2 separate regions of the Mus musculus genome follow, and region 2 is linked to region 1. A link is a contact called in public promoter capture Hi-C data. All regions are on one chromosome and are shown on one strand. Each heading gives the region's core, a stretch centred on a gene start, on an enhancer-like site or on the middle of the called end of the contact. The rest is flanking DNA. Distances are from core to core; before and after follow the strand shown.

Region 1 (4,707 bases), core at 405-2,904:
AGCCAAATATCGAACTTAGGCTCCTGGGTACGCTCAAGCAAGTGCTCCACAAAAGGGGTTACAATCCGCAAAACCTTGAACATTTTTACCTGATTTCTGGGGTTATAAACAAGGAACCTAATTTAAAAAAAAAAAAAAAAAAGTCAGCCGTCTGCTAACAGGACAGACTCCTTTCATGAATTAACCTGGCCCTGTTTAGAGAAAACCAACATCAAATAACTTAAGCAAGAATTTTCCTTCAGTAGAGTCAAATGTCACAAGCTTTTTCTCTGAGTCTTTCTTGTCATTCACTACCACGATGGAATTAATTTTATCTTCTGAGGCAGCAATGTACAAGACCACCCAGGAAAATTCACTTTCGACTTTTGTTCTCATTTCTTGGCAAACAGAATTTGAGGTGAACTTCTCTTAGAAAATCTGACCTTCAAAAACTTAATTCTGTGGTTGATAAACAGAAGTCAGCTAGTGACTCATCCTTCAGGCACAGGTATATTACCTCCACTCTCATCCACAAAGAGACTTAATTCTAGTCAGCTTCATGATAGTGACCCTTTATCTGTAAGGAGCTGTGTGGAGTGGGAGGGGGATACAGACAGGCAGGGCCAGAGGTGTTTTTAAACGGTAACCCAGGGACCACCTCCATTATAAACACAGGACTGTTTGTGAGACTATAGATTCCTGAGCATGGCCTAAGGTATTGCAATCTTTGGGAGTGATGCTCAGGAAACTATTTAAACATGCCTCCCCACCAACAACCCAAGATCCCCGTGCACAGTGGGGTTTAAGAACCAATCGGATAAAAGCACTTTAGGAGAGACAGATTTTGACAGAAAAGGCAGGAGAAGGGCAGGGCCTGGGGATGGGATGATGGGCATGGGATGCCCTGGTACAGCAGCAATCAAGCGGGATGCGCTATGGGAACCGCTGAGGGTGCAGGTAAGGACAAGGCTCGGGCTGGTGCGAGCAAGGTGGCACCCGCAGACTGGTTAGGCTGATGGGTATGTGGAGAGCTGGGTATGAACGTGAGGAGGAGGAGCGAAGGCAGAAATAACGGGGGCCTCTCGGGAGGAGACAAAGCCTGGAGGGGAAGAAATGGGAAATAGGGGTGACAAGGGGCGGGAACGAAAGCTGAAATGAGAACCGTGAAGGCATGAGCCGAAGTCTTCCTTCCAAGCGGCACCTCCCCTAAAACTCCAGGCCCTGACAAGCCTAGATGCCATGCCAAGGCTAGAGAAAGGGACTTTGTAGAGGCCGACCCAGTCAAGGGTAACCCGAGCAGGGGTTCTGGAGGAGGCTGGGAACCAGGCATGGGGCGCTGGAAGGTCCTGGGCTATCCAGGGGGGCCCTGCTCCAGCTCCGGTTCCCGGAGTCTCCTTCACTCACCATCGCCGCCGCCATCTTGGATCCACGTGTCGGCGTGATGACGTCAGCGGAAGTGGTGCTTCTGTGGTTACGGAGTGTAGCTCCACTAAGGGGACTCCTGGCTTCAGATTCTTCTGTAGTCGCAGTAGTGAGGAGGTAAAAGAAGCTTAATTTCTCCTTGGCAGATTGGCCTTGGCAGTGAGGTCTCTGACTAGGTGAAGAGAACGTACGGTGTAACTATTGGAGCCATATTGACTTCTGGCAGACCCGCTCCTCCGCCTACTCCTTTTGCATTGTGGGTAATGGGGGTGTGTGGAAATAGGCGCGCTCCCTGGATGCTTTCTTTAGTATTGGCAGAAAGAGTCGTTGCCAGGGTTACCCGGGACCTTAATTGTGAAACGGAAAGCATGGTAAACCCTCTCTGACAGCTTCTGATTTAGAGTAATTTGTAATTATATGTTTAAATATTTATTTGACTATAATATAGTCTTACTAATCGGCCGTAATAACTATGAAGGTAGGACTCTGTCTTTCCCTTACACTGCGTTTTTGTCGTCAGTGAAATGGGGCAGAGATTTCTAGATTTTTTTTTTTTTTTTTTTTTTTTGGTTTTCCGAGACAGGCTGGCCTCGAACTCAGAAATCCGCCTGCCTCTGCCTCCCGAGTGCTGGGATTAAAGGCGTGCGCCACCACGCCCAGCTCTAGATTATTTTTATAATTGGCTTATGTTAAGTATCCACTGACACAATCATATAAAGTATTCAATAAATAATTGTCATTATATAACGTATGTACATTCCTTCACACATATGGTAGGTGTCCCAAACAATATGCTTTGTTAAATGAGTGAATGAAAAGCAGAACACTTAGTGAAAGGAGACATTTTTCAATGTGGACTTCTCCATTCTAACTGGCTTAATGTATGACTTGAAGCAAGTCACTTAACCATCTTAAACTTAACTTTCCAGTATTGACTTAAAAGGGTCTGGGGAGGACTCAAAGGATCATAATGGAGAAAGACTGTTTGGTTCATATATACCACTGTAAAGTGTACAAAGAGCCAGTGCGGTCTTCTTAGATGGATCCAAAAAGCTGTTAAGAGAGTAGTAATGAGTTCTGAGGATATAGTTAATTTAGCAGATAGCCTGCCTAATCTTTAGCACTGGGACTTGTAATCCCCAAACTCAGAAGGTCCAGCAAGAAGAGTTCATGGTTATCCTGGGACATGTGAGACCTTGCCTCAGTCATCATCGTTACTATCATCTTTATCATTATCCGTGTTCAGTGGCTCACACTGGTAATTTTTGCGCTCAGGATGCTGAGGAAGGAAGGCATGGTGAGTTCAAGACCATCCTGAGCCATAAAGAGAGCCACGGGCTAAACAGAAAACTCAGCATTGCTTAAGTACTGTGCCAAAACTGGTCTTAAGATTTTTAGTTATCTCTTCTGCACCTTGGCAAGGAACAGCTGAGCTCTGACCACCACTGTGGTCAGTACTGATTACTACCGTGGTGGATTTTTTTCTGCATAAATGTCTACTAACAAGCCTCTCCTTCTTGCATGTTATGAGCATACTGGTTCTCCTGTCAAAAGGTGAATTTTTTTCTCTTGTTGAATGCTGGGGTTAAGTTACTTGCTTTGACCAAATAGAGTGAATTATAAGTGTCTTCCACTTCTGTGTCTAGGCTGTAAGAGGCTTGAAGCTTCTCCTTCCTCCCAAGGATATAAATATGGCTGGGTGTCCTGCTGCATAGACAGGTCTATGTCATTCCTCACAGAGTTCTAGAAACCCCACCTGACAGTTACACATATAAAGGAAATAAGTTTGTGCAGTTCAAACCTAGCAAGCTACTAACTAAATATAGAACATGTGAATATCCTTATTGATATTTGGAACAAAAGAACTACTTGGTTGAGCCTAGTTGATTTAGTATTGGGTTGGATTGTTATGAGTGCTGAAAAACAAACCCATAAATGCCTGGGACCAACACACCATCCCAAAGAGCAGATATATTCCCAAGAGGCACAGAGCTAGAGAAGCAGGATGGATTTACTAGATAGTCTTGTAGTAATTCTGAATTGCAGACTTGTGGCCAGTTCTACTGCAACTTAAGTCCTGGAAGTTTCTTACCACTATGTCTGGTTAAAGAGTAATACTGATGGGGCTGGAGACATGACTCAGCAGTTAAGACCATTGGAAGATCCTCTTCTAGAATATCAGAGTTTGAGTCCCAGCATCAACATGGCTGCGCACAACAGTCTGTAACTCCAATTTCCAGGGGGTTTGATGCCCTCTTATGGCCTCTGTAGGGACCAGGTATGTGAATGATGCGTAGCCATATATACAGCAAAATACCCCTACACATAATATAAAAGAAGATATTTATATTGATAAGGAAATATATATATTTGAGACAGGGTTTTGCTGTGTAACCCTGGCTGTCTTGGAATTCACTCTGTAGACCAGGCTAGCCTCAAATTCAGAGATCCACCTGCCTTTGCCTCCTAAGTGCTGGGATTAAAGATGTGTGCCACCACTGCCCAGCTCCAAGATGGTCATTTTTAAAAAAATTTATTATGTACAGTATTCTGCCTGCATGTCAGAAGAGGGTGCTGAGATCATGTTACAGATGGTTGTGAGCCACCATGTGGTTGCTGGGAATTGAACTCAGGACCTTGGAAGAGCAGTCAGTGTGTTCAACCTCTGAGCCATCTCTCCATCCCAAAGATTGTCATTTTTAAATGTTGTTACATATATTTATTTACTTAGTGTGTGTGTAGGGGGGTGTTGAGTGTGTACATATGATCATATGCCTTGTTGCACATACAGACTTTGTAGGAGTTGATCCTCTTCTTCTACAGTGTGGGCCCCAGGGTTTGAACTCAAATCTTGAGGCTTGGCTGTATGCATCTTTACTCACTGAGCCATCTTGTCAGCTCAGTATCATAGATTACCCTTCACAGCAGGTAGCATCTATTGCTGTTACACTATAACCAGCACAAAAATATATGATTGTTTTAAAACTTTCCTCCTGTTGCATACAGTTGCTCAAGCCCCTGATGAGCCATGACAGGCCTTCATTATTTCAGTTTCATCTTTTATTGCGTTCTATGCTAAAGTCGTTCCTCCATTTCACAATCTCCATTTCAGCTTCCCTAGTTCTGGGATCACAGGCATGCACTGCCACACCCAGCATTCTCCTATATATTTCTCATGAATGTGAACAAGTTCTAAGTCTATGTTGATATTAGAACACTATCTGGAAAGGGTATGACATCAAGCAAGTTATCATTGTGAGTATCTGAAGCTTATTCAGTGAGGAAACTATAGACCCATCCCTTAGA
Region 2 (5,093 bases), core at 281-2,780, 2.8 Mb before region 1:
GACATGAAGACTAGTTCCTAACAAAGCACCGAGTACCTCCAATGACTGAGTCCTCTACGCAAAGTGAAGACCTGAATGGTTGTACAGGCGTGCTTTCAAACCATCTCCAAGTCAGAGTGTTGTAAGCTGAGACCCATCTGTATTGCATCCAGCCCTGCATCATGCTCACAAACTGCAAGACAATGCTAGATCCGAACCCAGGCAACTCTACTCGAGAATTTAAGCTCTTAATCTTAGGATACTCGCACTGCAACGGGGGACAGTACTCTAGCCAATGAGGTGGACAAGCAAACTTCCTTTACCTAAGGAAGACCCATGTTCAAGCTTGAGAAACGATAACCGAGCAAAGTGTCTTGCTCTTAACCACTGGGCCCTCTCTCCAGCCCCTAAGGTATTCTACTCAATGTTCCAATACCAGAAGCATGGATTCAACTGACTCTTGATTTTTAATAGTTGTAGAACCCTAAGCAAGCCAGCTGACTTCTGTCTACGGTGTCACTGAGCCTGCAACGGCCCATGTGTGGAAGGCAGGCATGTCCAGCTGTAGGATCGGAGACCTGTCCCCCTCCCCTGGTTACCGTGCCGTTCAGCCTCTGAGCTCACGGGGACGCCATCCTTGTCTAGTCGTTTCTTGAACAGGTTGTGTTCCACATCCAGCTGCTGCTCCCCGGCCACGTCCATGGCATCGATGCTCAAGTCTGGAAACAGAGAGGCAAGCTAAGGCGCTACGACACCAGGGACCCGGAGAGCTGAGCTTTGATGGGAAAGATGTATCTTGAGGAAGAAATGGACTCGGGGAATGAGGATGGCCTGGCATTCACTCTGGGATCTAAGGCCAGAGGTGTAAATCTGGAAGCCCACCCTACGTCCAGGAGTCCAACTCCCCACTCACAATCGGGTACTCACAGGCACAAGGCATGTGCGGGAAAAGAACATCGATGTTGATCTTCAGTTTATCCCCCCGAGACTTGTCCACGTAGAGCTCAGGATGCACCTAGAGCATGTCTACCTCAGTCAGATTCGCCCCTATGCCTCTCCTCGCCTCTCCTCCCCTCTCCCACCTTTAAGGGTCCTGCCCTTAGAATGCCAGGCCCCGCCCACGCTCTAGGCCACGCCCCTCACCTCCGTAGTGAGATAATACTGCAACTCCGATAGGAAAAGCAGGAGCATGAGAAGGCCACTGACGATGGTCACTGCAGGGCGAGAGCGAGATTTGGAACGGCCTATATCCCACCCCTCAGCCCCTTAGCAGGCCACGGAGGGTCCGGGAGCCCGGGCCGAACGCGAGGACAGCTCCCTCCTTGCAACCCTGCCCGCGCCGAGACCTACCCGTGGCACCCCCGCAGGTCTTGACCCGGAAGTCCTCCAGAGTCTTAGGGTAGGCATCGAACTGCTTCAGCTTCCCCAGCGCCTCCATGGGGACCGGCCGGAAAGGGGACACCAGCCGGCCCGCCCCTCCAGCCTCCCGCTTCCGGCCTGGACCCGGGGTCACGCCCCTCGCTGTCTTGCGCAGGCGTAGCGGTGCGTAAGTGGGGCTCCACCCCCTCACCTGCCTCCTCAAAGGCAGTCTAGCTTGTGGACATTGTCACGCCTCCTCGCGCGGATTGGGCAGTGCTCCGAGAGGGGCGGGCTGGGAGCACAGAGGGCGGTGCTTGGGTGCGGAGTGACAGCACCTGTGGTAAGTGCCTCTCCTTGGACCTTTGGATCTCTTAGGACAGCGCTTCCAACTTGACCCCGCCAGAGCCACCGCAGCGTTAATTAGAATTGGTTCCAAACCGGGGTGGGCGCACTCTTTAATCCCAGCACTCAGAAGACAGAGTCAAGCGGATGTCTGTGAGTTCGAGTTCAGCCTGGGTTACAAAGAGAGTTCCAAGACAGCCAGGGATGTTACGCAAAGAAACCCTGGCTTGAAAAATTACAAAAGAAAAAAGAAAGAAAGAAATCGGTTCCAAGGAAATCATTGGTTCCCTCATTAGAAAGTCAAAAGTGGCTCCAAGGTGTTTCCAATGCGGTTAAGGCATGAGAATCTCTGCAGGGGGAAGTGGGTATTAACTGGCTTGCAAGGTGAAGGCATTTGCTGCCAATTCTGAGTTCTATACCCAGGACCCACATGGTGGAAAAAAACTGATTCTTGCAAAATGTCCTCTGACCTCCATATGAATGCCGTGGCGTGCCCTTGACTACACTCACAAAAAAGTAAATATAATCTATAAGTTATTTTTAAAAGAGAGTGGGTGTTAACTTTGCTTTTTTTTTCAAGCTTAAACTGATCAATAGTGGAACCCAGTTCTGGACTTCAGAGTACCCTGGGTTCTTAAACAGCGTCCAAGTGCTAATCCCAGTGTGGGTCAATAAATAAAATAAAGACGTTCGCTGATTCCACCCCTCCAGGACAAGGCTATGGAGTGGAGATTAAACAAACCCTTATTTGCTTTCTGTTGTAACCCATTAGCTCTAGACAGCTTAATACCGCTATAAAGACTAAAACAAAGTGCTCAATAGTTTTGTTTTAAGAAAGTGTCTTTCTGCTGCTCTGGCTGACCAGGAACACCTGGACTCCTGCCTCAGCCTCTTAGCGTCTCATGGGAGGTTTCTGTTTTGAAGATTTATTAACTATTTTTATGTGTGTCTACATGTGTTTATGTGTACCAGATGATAGTACGGGGCATTGGATCCCTGAAATCTGGACTTATGGGCAGTTCTGAGTCACCCAATGTGTGCTGGGAACTGAACCAGGGTCCCCTGAAAGAGCAGCCAGCAACCATGCTGTGCTCAGTCTCCATGCTTGAGCTTAAAGGTCTTGACGTAGAACTCTTGCTTCAGATAATAAATCCCACTTTAGGAATCTATTTTATGCTGTTGAATTCAATTTCCTGTCAACCTAAAGAGGTTTTGTTGTTGTTGTTTTGTTTGTTTGTTTGTTTTTGTTTTTTTCTCTGTAGACCAGGCTGGCTTCGAACTCAGAAATTCGCCTGCCTCTGCCTCCCAAGTGCTGGGATTAAAGGCGTGCGCCACCACGCCCGGCTCACCCAAAGAGAGTTTTTAAGATTTTATTTTGTATTTTATTTTAGATAGGGTCTCACTATGCCTGGGCTGGCCTTGAATTCTGCTTGCCTCTGCCTTGCAGAAGCTGAGATTAAAGGCATGTGCTGCCACATCTAGACCTTAAATGTTTTTGTTAGGATATGTTGATTATCCATGATAATGGGTTTATGAAATCTTCATACATATTCATAATGTATTTCTATCACACACACAAGCCCAGTTAGTTACCCTCCATAGGCCCCCTTCTCCCAGCAACCACATGGTGGCTCACAGCCATCTGTAATGGGATCTGATGCCCTCTTCTGGCATGCACCATATATATATATATATATATATATATATATATATACATATATATACACAGAACACTCATACAAAAATAAAAATATTCCAAACAAAAATTGTACCAGGTGGTTATAACTTATGCATGAGTTCATGAGATTGCTCAGAGGCAAAACACTGGAGTCAAATATGGTCATATATAGGGATCAGTTCTGTAAGGGTAAATTGTCAGGTCTCCAGAAAAAAATGGAATAAAAACTATTTGTTCTTAAGACCTTAGAACTATTAATCCTTAGAACCTGCATTTTAAAAAGATGGGTGCATGCCGGGCGTGGTGGCACACGCCTTTATTCCCAGTATTTGGGAGGCAGAGGCAGAGGCAAAGGCAAGTGGATTTCTGAGTTTGAGGCCAGCCTGGTCTACAGAGTGAGTTCCAGGACAGCCAGGGCTACACAGAGAAACCCTGTCTCAAAGAAAGAAAGAAAAAAAAAAAAAAGATGTGTGCAAGGGCTTGAGAGATGACTCAAAAGTTAAGCGTATGGCTGTCCTTTCAGAGGATCATTCCCCAGAACCCATCAGGTGGCCCCCAACCATCAGAAACTCCAGTTCTGCAAAATCTGAGCCCTCTTCTGGCCTTTATGGGTACTGCATGCACACGGTGCACATGTATACATACAGGCAGACCATACTTACCAGCTTGTGTGGGAGCTCTGTATAGGGAGCCTGGTAGCTGATGCACACCATAGCACCAGAATGACACCCCCAGCTCTCAGCAACTTCATGGGGACGGCTGTAAACAAGCTGCAGACCTTCCGGGTCAAGACAAACCTCTTCAAGCTGCAGGATCAAACTCAGGTCATCAGCTGGGGTGGCAAGGGCTTTCGCCAGCAAATCATCTCACTGACCCTTCTAACTGCTTTTAAGTTAATTATCATTTCTGGGAACTGGGAGTAGCCCTGGCTGGCCTAGAACTCCATATGTAGACCAGGCTGGTCTCAAACTCACAGGGATCTACCTGCTGCTGCCTCCTAAGTGCTGAGGGTAAAGGCTACACCACCATATCAGGCTGGAAATTGGTTTTTAACAAATAGAGATGGACTTATCATTCTTATCTCAAGATGAAGTACACTGTTTTGTTTTGTTTTGACCAAGACAGGATTTCTCTGTATAGCCCTGGTTGTCCTGGAACTTGTTCTGTAGACCAGGCTGGCCTTGAACTTATGGGATCTCCCTGCCTCTGCCTTCCAAGTGCTGTAATTAAAGGCATGTGCCACCACTGCCCATCTGTTTTTGTTTTTATATGAATTTATGTATATATATATATCAGATCTGGGTCTTGTTTAATTACTCATGTAAAAAATAACCATTCTAATGGAAAAGAAGTTTAGCCTAGTGGTTTTGCAGGGAGAGTTGTTAAGGATCTTGCTTTTGTTTTTATCTGGCTATTTTGAGTAAATGAAAACATTCTTGAGGGCTATTGAGGTAACTTGGTGACTAAGCTGGACAATTCCTAGAACCCACATGGTGGTTCTATGACTACCACATACATGAACCATGGCCTGAATGCCCACACACACATGCACAGATACACTAAGTAAATCTGACACAATTTAGAAAGCTCTTTCCAGTTGCTTCCTTTATCATAGTCTGTTATATAAATATATATTAGGGGCTGTAGAGAGCTGTCATAACATAAATCTAGAAAAAAATAAATAAGAGAAAGGGTCATGACAATATCCAATACTCTGTGTTGATTTAAAAGAATT

The links. Promoter capture Hi-C pulls out the DNA fragments that hold promoters and counts their contacts.
Region 2: a promoter capture Hi-C map of pre-B cells shows a contact between it and region 1, with 4 times the contacts expected there. The contact joins the promoter of Ergic3 here to the promoter of Tm9sf4 in region 1. A contact is called at or near these places in 1 of 39 promoter capture datasets (pre-B cells) and 1 of 9 other capture datasets (adipose tissue).

Annotation. Positions count from the first base shown.
Region 1 is chr2:153,158,248-153,162,954 of GRCm38.p6, reverse strand. Tm9sf4 (transmembrane 9 superfamily protein member 4) reads right to left here and starts at 1,654. Exons shown (of 18, transcript NM_133847.3): 1 at 1,384-1,654. The coding sequence starts at 1,398.
Region 2 is chr2:156,004,465-156,009,557 of GRCm38.p6, reverse strand. Ergic3 (ERGIC and golgi 3) reads right to left here and starts at 1,530. Exons shown (of 13, transcript NM_025516.5): 1 at 1,330-1,530; 2 at 1,123-1,193; 3 at 907-994; 4 at 579-698. The coding sequence starts at 1,417. It also overlaps a transcript of 6430550D23Rik not described here.